Regions from separate parts of the Sus scrofa genome. Here all the other regions are linked to region 2. A link is a contact called in public HiChIP or PLAC-seq data. All regions are on one chromosome and are shown on one strand. The core of a region is the stretch at or near the end of the contact, and the rest is flanking DNA. Distances in the headings are between cores, read along the strand shown.

The links. HiChIP or PLAC-seq counts read pairs in DNA pulled down with a chosen protein or histone mark.
Region 1: an H3K27ac HiChIP or PLAC-seq map of alveolar macrophages shows a contact between it and region 2. The contact joins two enhancer-like sites. A contact is called at or near these places in 1 of 5 promoter capture datasets (fetal liver), 1 of 47 Hi-C or Micro-C datasets (epiblast stem cells) and 1 of 2 datasets of contacts at active chromatin or transcription factors (alveolar macrophages).
Region 3: an H3K27ac HiChIP or PLAC-seq map of alveolar macrophages shows a contact between it and region 2. The contact joins two enhancer-like sites. A contact is called at or near these places in 1 of 47 Hi-C or Micro-C datasets (mesenteric adipose tissue) and 1 of 2 datasets of contacts at active chromatin or transcription factors (alveolar macrophages).

What each region holds. Positions count from the first base shown.
Region 1 is chr2:69,165,165-69,168,186 of Sscrofa11.1, forward strand. TYK2 (tyrosine kinase 2) reads right to left here. Exons shown (of 25, transcript NM_001114670.1): 10 at 2,466-2,574; 11 at 2,185-2,374; 12 at 1,996-2,099; 13 at 1,706-1,888; 14 at 1,542-1,629; 15 at 431-558. Among named protein-coding and RNA genes, the nearest start is that of ICAM3, 16 kb to the left of the region's middle. Within about 2 kb of position 1,362, at least 5 of the 83 cell types and tissues checked have an H3K27ac peak or open chromatin away from gene starts, as enhancers often do. A contact at or near this core is called in alveolar macrophages, where this site is marked.
Region 2 is chr2:68,994,118-68,997,304 of Sscrofa11.1, forward strand. It overlaps DNMT1 (DNA methyltransferase 1), which reads right to left. Exons shown (of 40, transcript NM_001032355.1): 22 at 2,662-2,759; 23 at 2,312-2,459; 24 at 1,197-1,312; 25 at 650-854; 26 at 438-571. Among named protein-coding and RNA genes, the nearest start is that of EIF3G, 25 kb to the left of the region's middle. Within about 2 kb of position 1,419, at least 6 of the 83 cell types and tissues checked have an H3K27ac peak or open chromatin away from gene starts, as enhancers often do. A contact at or near this core is called in alveolar macrophages, where this site is marked.
Region 3 is chr2:69,189,317-69,192,644 of Sscrofa11.1, forward strand. No RefSeq gene overlaps it. Among named protein-coding and RNA genes, the nearest start is that of TYK2, 7.6 kb to the left of the region's middle. Within about 2 kb of position 2,030, at least 10 of the 83 cell types and tissues checked have an H3K27ac peak or open chromatin away from gene starts, as enhancers often do. A contact at or near this core is called in alveolar macrophages, where this site is marked.

The sequences.
Region 1 (3,022 bases), core at 112-2,611, 170 kb after region 2:
CTACTACTTTCTGACATATTATGTCATGTCCTTAATTATTATTTCTCATTTGCCCCTTCCCATGAAAATGCCAGCTCCCCAAGGACAGACACTTCTGTCTATTTCATTCTCTGTTGGATCCCCAGGACCTAAGACAGAACCAGGCACACAGAGAGTGTTCTGGAAACGGGGGTGACTGGACCAGGAGGGGCTGGGGATGAAATGGTAAGAGAGTGGTGGAGGTGACTCCCACAGGGCCCTGGATGCCAAGTGAAGGAGTTAGGTGCTCTCTGGAGGAAGGTGGGAGCCATAGGGGTGTGTGAGCCGAGGAAACTCATGGGAAGATCTTCCCAGGATAGCATGTGGATGGATGTGTCAAGGCCTCCATATCCAAGGCGGGGGCTGCCCTGGCCCTCCCCACTGCCCCAGGTCCTGCCCACAGGCCACGTACCAGGTAGCTGAGGGCGCTGGCCAGCTGCTGGGCCACTGCCAACTTCCAGGCCAGAGGCACATGGCCCCTCTCCCGCCGCAGCCACACGTCCAGGGGCCCGTGCTCCACGTACTCCGTCACCATGATGTCTGTAAAAGCCCAGCCACTGCAGGCGCTGCCCACCCGCTCACCCTCCCAGGCACCAGGGGGCTGGGATCGTAGGTGGGGAGGGGGCTAGTCAGGGCTGTGGAGGAGGCATGGGAGTGACTCTGGGGGGAGGAGAAACTCAGGACAGAGGGCAGGTGTGGGGTGAGGCCAAGGTGAAAGGTGGCATTTAGGTCCAGAGTGGGGCCGTGGCACAGAGGAGGCTGCGAGTAAGTGACTAGGTAATGATGGGACTGGGGAACTGGGGGTGGGTGCAGGCGAGTGGAGCTCCAGGTGGGTTGTGAGCAATGTTTGGATCCCACAGGGGTGGGATGCTTGTGGAGTGGGGGGTGTGCAGGGTTGGCACGCAGGCCAGTGTTGGGGGGAAGGCAGGAGAGACAGATGTGGGGTTGATGTTGGTAGATCAGAGGCTGGCCACTAAGGAGCTGTGAGGTACACGCAGAGTCGGGGCAGGGGTAGGGGTGAAGCAGGGACTGAGGTCTGGGAGGACTGGGGCAGCCAGCAAGGCTGGGGTCTGTGCAGTCGCAGTGTTGATGCAGTCAGAGGGGCTGGGCCATTAGAGGTGTTCAGGTGGGAACTAGAGCTTGGGATGGAGTTTGGGTGGTGGAGGGTGGGTGTGGCCAGGAATCGGAGTGCAGGTAAGGGTCAAGGTGTATTCGGGGTATAGGTGAGAGTCAGATGGGCACAGACTGGGCTGCAGTCAGGGGTCAGGGTAGAGGTCAAGGGTCCGTGTGCAGTCAGGGATAAGGATGTAGGTCAAGGAGTCCCCTGGTGGACTCAGCAGGTTAAGGATCCGGCCTTGTTACTGCTGTGACTCAGATCACTGCTGTGGTTGATCCCTGGTCCAGGAACTTCCGCAGGCCGCCAGTGTGGTCAAAAAAAAGAAGAAGAAGAAGGATGTATGTCAAGTGGGGTTGGGCAGTAAACAAGATGGGGGTGGGGTGGGGTGGGGGCAGGGCCCACTCACTCTCAGAGCCGTGCACATAGACGCCATGAACGAAGACTAGGTGCACATGAGAGACCTGGCTCATGAGGCTGGCTGTCTCGTAGAAGGCCTGTGGGGACAGAGCAGTTGAAGCGGCCGCGGACCCCTTCATCCTGTTCCCCCAGCTCCTGGCTGCGTTTACTCACCAGGGCGATGTCATGGTGACTGGGGTCTAGCACCTTGAGAACCACTCGCAGCTCCTGCCCACGGTCCCCACTGGATGGGGAGGGGTCCCTGCCATCTGACTTTTCCTCTTCGGGGCCTCCGCCCCCCACTCGCAAGAGGCCCTCATACACGTTGGTCCTTGTGCCCTGGCCTAAGTGGGACAGCTGGGGGCGGGGGAACATTTCCGTGGAACATCTCCGTGACAATGGTTCAAGGCTGCCTCCCTGTGCCCCACCCCAAGGGCCCACTCCCCCACCCCCACGCCATGCACCTGAGTGATGTCTTCCTGGTGGACCCGGTGGAAGCTGAGATGGCTGAGGTTGAGAGGCCTGGTGCAGGCCTGAGGCCCCCGAGTGATGATGAGGTTGGAGATCTCTGGGGGGTGGAAGCCATCACTGAGGCGTGGCACAGAGGGAGAGGCCTCCCGCACCCTGTGGATGCCCCCACCCTATCTTGGTACCTCCCGGCCTCGGCAGGCAGCAGCGGTCCAGGGAAAAGCAGTCATCACCGGCCCGGAGAGAGCAGCCCTGCAGGGCAGCCCGCAGCTCCCGCACGCTGGGGAAGGACCGGCCCCAGCCCTCCAGCGTGACCGTCTCAGCCTGCAGCTCTATGGGGAACTTCCGCAGGCGCAAGCCCTTCGTGCCAGGTGCCTGGGGTGGGTGGCAGGGGTAGGGGCGGTGAGCAGGGGTCCAGGCAGGGAGCACGCTCAGCCCCGGCCCAGGACCCCCGCCCCAGGCCCACCTGGTCGCGCTGGGCCACTGTGAGGATGAGGCGGTTGAGGTGGCTGGTGCTCCAGTGAATGAGGTAGAGGCCATCCTCTGGCCGCAGCTTGGCCAGCACAAATGGCTCCCTGGGTGGATTGGGGGGGACAAGGGAGCACCATCAGAGCTAGGAACTGTGTGTGTACTAATCCGACTGTATACTCACATCGATACTTGTTTTATTAGTAGTAGTAGTATTTTTTGCTTTTTAGGTCCGCACCAATGGCATATGGATGTTCCTGGCTAGGGGTCTAATCAGAGCTACAGATGCCGGCCTACACCACAGCCACAGCAAGATCAGATCCAAGCTGCATCTGCAACTTACACCACAGCTCACAGCAACACTGGATCCTTAACTCACCGAGTGAGGCCAGGGATTGAACCCGAAACCTCATGATTCCCAATAGGATTTGTTTCTGCTGTACCACGACGGGAACTCCAATACCTACTTTCATATTTAACTACTAAAATAAACATTTCCTGATGATAACCCCATCCAGCACCACATTGCTTATCTGTAACTTCCTTCTCCAACTG
Region 2 (3,187 bases), core at 169-2,668:
TGCCACATGTTGCTTGCTCTACAGGTGCCAGCTGCCACTTTTTAGTCAAAACCAAGTGAGGTACCAAGGTTAAAATGGAAGGCAGGGGGCACTAAACGTTTTTTTAGGAAGGCTCCCTAAAAGCATTCAACCACCAGTTAGGATAAAATGGAATCAAAGATTTCACTGGTGAGAAAAGACAAGACCTGGGGTACACACTGAGAAGCACAGGACACAGCCTGTCTTTGGATGGGACAGCTGCTCATGAGGCTAACTCCCCACCAGGTGGTCCACACACTTGCAGCCACTGCAACCAAATGAGGCTGGCCTCCAGTGGGCTTGGGAAGACAATCAGAGGTGTAGGGAAGACAAACCCAGCAGACAGAACCACAGGAAAAGCTACAGGGATTCAGAGAGCACCAAGGAGCGGCCCCAAGAAGCCCAGGCCCGGCACTCACTTGAACTTGTTGTCCTCCGTTGGCTGAGTTTTTGGAGGGGACTCAAACCTTGCATACTCTTGGTCATACCACAGCTGGTAGAAATAGGTCTTCCCATCATCCTTCGACATCAGTGCCTCGGGGTCCATGCCTCCCTGGGGACAAGGCCACTGTCAGCCATGATACAGCCTCTTGAAGTGAGGAGGGGCCCATGAGAGGCGCCAGGCACTCACCTCCAAGGCCCAGTTCTCTGACGGAGGTTTATAGATGACCTTCACTTTGCTATGAATGTATGAAAGCTGCATGTCCTCACATTCGTCTACCAGGAACAGCTCCAGGGGGTCCGATGTGGCCCCGAGGACCGTATCTATCCCAGCACAGAACCAGTGGGCATGAAACATCTGCCCGTTGCTGCTGTCCTCCCACAGAGCTGTGACCCTAGAGCCAGAGAGGGGTGGGATGAAAGTTCTAACCCGAGTGGCAGATCAGGACCGAGCCTACTTAGGGGGACCGAGCCTACTTAGGGGGACCGAGCCTACTTAGGGGGACCGAGCCTACTTAGGGGGACCGAGCCTACTTAGGGGGACCGAGCCTACTTAGGGGGACCGAGCCTACTTAGGGGGACCGAGCCTACTTAGGGGGACCGAGCCTACTTAGGGGGATATGTATTTGTGGGTTTAGTCTAGGGTGAAGAGCTGCTGGTGTTCCTGCACAATAGGCATCTCCTACTTGTTCAACAGAAAGTGTGGGCTGAGGTCAAGCAGAGGGAAGGATACAAACCTGGCTAAGTAGAGCGGTTTTGAAGAATCATCTGGAATAACAGAGACACAGTCCCCCACTTCCAGGGTTTCTGAGTCAATGCATACCTTCTTGTAGTAAATCTTCTTCCCATCAGTCTGTAAAGAAGAGCTTAATTTTAGGTGAGGATGGCTTTGAAGGTCTGTGCCAGGCTGGACCTGCATGTTCCTGTTACTTTACGGGAAAGCATGACTCACAATGATGTCACCAAGAAGGCATGGGTGCTACCAGCCAGCTACTACAGAGACCATCGTCCTCCCCTGGCTGCAGCAACAGGCGCTCGCATCCCTCCATTGCCAGCTCTGCCCTCCTGTATCAGTAGCAACGGGATCCAGCACTCGATTTTAACAGCACTGCATCCCACCCCTCATCCTCCCTCAGCCACACAGACCTCCTTCCCTCTCTCCCACAGGAAAGCTGGTTCCCACCTCAGGTCCGTGCCCTGTTCCTGAGACCTTCAGGCAGTTGGCTCTTCTTCAACCTTTTGGGTCTCAGCCAAACGTCACCTTCATAAAGAAGCCTTTGTGGGCCCAGCCTCCTTCCTTCCCCCCACCTGCCTGACAGGACATGTGTCACAGGCAGGAGCGTAGCCATGTCCAGGCCTAGAGCACACCCAGCAGGGGTAGGCCTCACGCCACTGAGGAACTGACCGTACCTGACTTATGCCACCAAGGGAACAATGCTGAGAAGACACTCTCTCCAGCTTTGACGAAGGACTTGACCCTTAGGTGACCACAGAACCACAGAGAGGCAGTCTGCTACTGCTCCCGAACCCCTACTCCCAGGCCAGAGGGCCGTGATGGCTCTCTGCTACATAAGCTTTGACGGGGAACCAGCCTGACAGCCCTAAAACAGTATCAAAACGCCCATTCTGGAGCATGAGGAAAGCTGAGTGTTTGGGTGTATAAGCAAAGATGCATTTGTGGTGCTTGACATGGGCCTCAGCCTCTCGGCTAGCCCTGCTCTGCTCACAGGGCAAATGAGCAGGTTTCGCAGCTCAAGGGCTCAGGCTGCACAAGACACCTGGCAGCAAGACACCAGGAGACAAGTTGCTTCTATGAAGGGCAGCACAAAGATGAGAGCCAGGCCAGGATCACCTTGACAGCTTCTCCAATCCAAGAGATCCGGTCCTTGTTCTGTTTTTTCTTCTTCCCTTGATGCATCTTTTTGGGTGACGGCATCTCTGGAATATTGTCATCAACTTCTTCATCATCGTCTGCCTCCTTCATGGCCATATTGGGACACCTACAAAATCACTTGTTATAAGCAAGGTCCCCTTTACAAGTAAAGCCAACTAAAGGTGTTTTAGGCAGAAAACAGAGCAAAGGCTGGTGACAGTGCAGGGCAAAGGGATCCTGCCTGCTCTGTACATGTCACCCCAGCCGAACCACAAAAGGCCTAGCTGACATTTTTCTCTACTTCAAGGTCAAGTGTTGGCCAAACCTACCTTCTCTCTTGGCAAGCTTGTTTGCTGCGTCCGCTACCACCAAATTTAACCATATCCTTACAGGCTTTACACTTTCCGCACTCAGGCTGTTGACAAACCTAAAACACATTTTTTAAAAGTGAATAAAACAGCCATTAGTAACAGCTGGTAACCAGTTTTTGATGAATTTTAAAAAGTTGTATATTTAGCCTCATTAGAAGTTAGGGAAGTAAGAGTCAGGAGATATGAGATTTGCAAAAGTTAAGCCTGACATGTGGCATTGGGACAGGTGTGGGAAAATAACTCAAGATCCTCAAAGAATTAAACTGCTGCCACAATTCTGGAGAACAGTTTTCTGTGTCAAAGTTAAGTACATGACCTACACCCCAGCAACTCCTCAGCAGTCACAAGAAGCCTCATCCAAGGACGTCACTATAGCACTGTTTATAGTATTAAGTTGGGAGAGTCATAATAAAATACTGTGGAATGCTTAAGTGTTGACCTCTATCAATATATAATTATGAAAGATGTCAATTTAAAGTTATTT
Region 3 (3,328 bases), core at 780-3,279, 200 kb after region 2:
TGCTGTGGCTCTGGCGTAGGCCAGTGGCTATGGCTCCGATTCGACCCCTAGCCTGGGAACCTCCATATGCCGCAGGGGCGGCCCAAGAAATAGCAAAAAGACAAAAAAAATAAAATAAAAAAAAAATAAAATAAAAGGCTGGTTGAGTGAATGAGCTGGGGACACATCTAGGCCCAGGATACTGTCTACCCCCTGCGGAAGGACTGACCACAGCCTTCTGGCTCAGCTTCCTCTTTGCTACCAGGATAGCAACAGCAGGAAACCGAGTGTGCCAGATTCTTCAATAGCCAGCTCAGGTGAGGTTGGGCACCCTCTGCTGGGCTTGGAAGCTTGATCACAGAGGGCAGGGTGGACCTGGGACCTTGTATCCACCACCCCAGAAAGGACCGACAGGAAGTGTCAGGTGGGGTGATTAATAACAACAATAATGGTAATAAACTTAGTCATAATAATAAATTCTAATAATAACTTGCCTTTTCCCAGACCGGATGTTGTCTAAACCCTAGAGTTCTCTGAGCCCTCTAAGATTCTTCAAAAGTGAAACTTTTTGGAGAGACAGCAGTGAATAATGACTTGAAAGGAGTCTTCAGGAATTCCCGTCATGGCACAGTGGGTAATGAATCCGACTAGGAACCATAGGGTTGAGGGTTCAATCCCTGGCCTTGCTCAGTGGGTTAAGGATCCTGCATTGCCGTGAGCTGTGGTGTAGGTCGCAGACGTGGCTTGGATCCCGCATTGCTGTGGCCCTGGTGTAGGCCGGTGGCTACGGCTCCGATTAGACCCCTGGCCTGGAAATCCCCATATGCCACAGGAGCGGCTCAAGAAAAGGCAAAAAGACAAAAAAAAAAAAAAAAAAAAAAAAAGAAGGGAGATCTTCATTCTCTGCTCAGGAATTGAACCTGGGTAGCCTGGGTGAAAACCGGGAATCAGCCACTAGACCAGCTAGACGCTCAAAGCAAAACTGGCCTGATTCTTGACCCCGTTGAAAGCAAGACTGTTTCAAGGAGGCAAAGACTATAAAAGCAGGTACAAAGTTTACTGTTAGAAACACAGTACAAACGTGGGAGAGCACACAGAGAAGTAATCTCTCTAAGGCAGAAGCAAAGCAGTAACACACACACAAAGGAGAAGTGAGGGTGCGGGCCTCCCTCTGAATGAGGAGCGCACCAGTTATATGGGGCAGTTCTTCCAGGTCTTTGTTTTCCTTTGGTCAATTATCTTGTTTTATCTCTCATACCTGACTGGACCCAGGGCTTTCCCCAGTCTACTTGCCCATCTTTTGGCCAAGCAGGATTCCAAAGCAAGGCATGCTAGGAAGGTTAGCTGGACTTATTATGGCCTGGTGCTCCCTCCCTTTCTGACCCAGAGGGGTCTTTCTGCACATGTGTTAACTGGGGTCTCCCTGACCCCGAGGATGGAAAGTATGTGACGTCTCCATCTTTTGCCCAAGCAGGGCTTAGCCCCTTTCTGCCTCTGCCATTACCATTGATTAAAGGGTCCACAGAAGACAAATTCCAGTTATTTACCTTGTTCCTGTTGTGATTTCTATCTTGAAGTATAAACAGGTGGCTGGTTGTAAATAGCTATTCTGGAGCCCATCTATCTCCTGCCTCAAGACCAGTACCCTATTTGACACCTGAAGGAAGAAGAGGCCACCCAGGAGTTCCCCTGCATCTCAGTGGGTTAAGGACCCAGTATTGTCACTGCAGTGGCTCTGAGTACCAGTGGCACAGGCTTGATTCCTGGCCCAGGATCTTCCTCATGCCATGGGTAAAAATAAAATAAAAGAAAGAGGTTACAGAGGCCACTGGGAAGGATCATGTGATGCTCCTCAGCCCTGAGGTCACAGATGGTGTCTAGCCCCTGGGCAGGAAAGCTCCAGGTTACCCCACCAACCATGGGGGTTTGCCTAGGACTGGAGGGGGGTTTCCAGACAAGGGACTTTCCAGGCTAAAATTGGGTCCTAGGGAAACAGAGACAACTTGGGCACTTGCCCCAGTGGGTTTTCAGGAGGAAGCTGGAACTAGGGAAATCCCCACCTCTGAGAAGCTTACAGGGAGGGGCCTCCCCAGAGCTCCTACCAGACCAGGGAAAAGTCAGGAGCTGCTAAATTAAAAACAAAAATCCCTTTGTGGGAGTTTCTGTTGTGGCACAGTGGAAACAATCCAACTAGGAACCATTAGGTTTCAGGTTTGATCCCTGGCCTCTCTCAGTGGGTTATGGATCCAGCATTGCTGTGAGCTGTGGTGTAGATCGCAGACGCAGCTTCGATCCCGCGTTGCTGTGGTTGTAGCGTAGGCTGGCAGCTGTAGCTCTGATTGGACCCTTAGCCTGGAACTTCCACATGCCATAGGGTGTGGCCCTAAAAAAAAAAAAAAAATCCCTTTGTGTCCTTTTGAATGGGAGGGTTCAGACTCTTCCCCAAACAGTCACAGAATGGGTTGGGAATTCTTTCAAGGAAGTTCCACACCAAAAGTTCTCACCAGTAACCCCAGATAGCACATTCTCTACTGATCTCCAGAGGATACAAAAGAATTACATAAATGAAGGCTGGAGCTGGAAGGACTTTGTTCAAATCCCAGCTCTGCCACTGTGTGTGAACCTAAGTAATCCCATTGGGAGTTCCCTTTGTGGCTCAGCAGGTTAAAAACCTGACTAGGGGAGTTCCTGCTGTGGCGCAGCAGAAACAAATCTGACTAGGATCCACGAGGATTCAGGTTTGATCCCTGGCTTCATTCAGTGTGTTAAGGATCTGGCATTGCTGTGAGCTGCAGCGTAAATCGCAGATGTGGCGCAAATACCAAGTTTCTGTGGCTGTGGTGTAGACTGATTCCACCCCTCGCCTAGGAACTCCCCTATGCTGTGGGCAAGGCTGTAAAAAAGAAAAAAAAAATAGTCCTTTAACTTCTACTTACCTCAGTTTCTTCTTCTGCAAAATGGGTCTACTTGGAGTCCTAAACTCCGAGGTGTGTGTCAGGATCATCAGATTAATTAATCATGTAAAGAGCTCGGAACACAGCCAGGCATGGAGTGAAGGCTATTACCTTTTAGTTTTTATTTTGTGACCTCACCTTCAGCCTGTGGAAGTTGCTGAGGGATCCAAGCCCCACCACAGCAGTGACCAGAGGCTCTGCAGTAACAACACCCTATCCTTAACTCTCTGCACCATAAGGGAATCCCCTTTTAAAAAAAAATTTTTTTTTTTTTTTTTTTGCTTTTGTTCTTTTAGGGCTGCTCCCATGGCATATGGAGGTTCCTAGGCTAGGGGTCGAATTGGAGCTGCAACTGTTGGCCTATACCACAGCCACAGCAATGCAGGATCCCAACC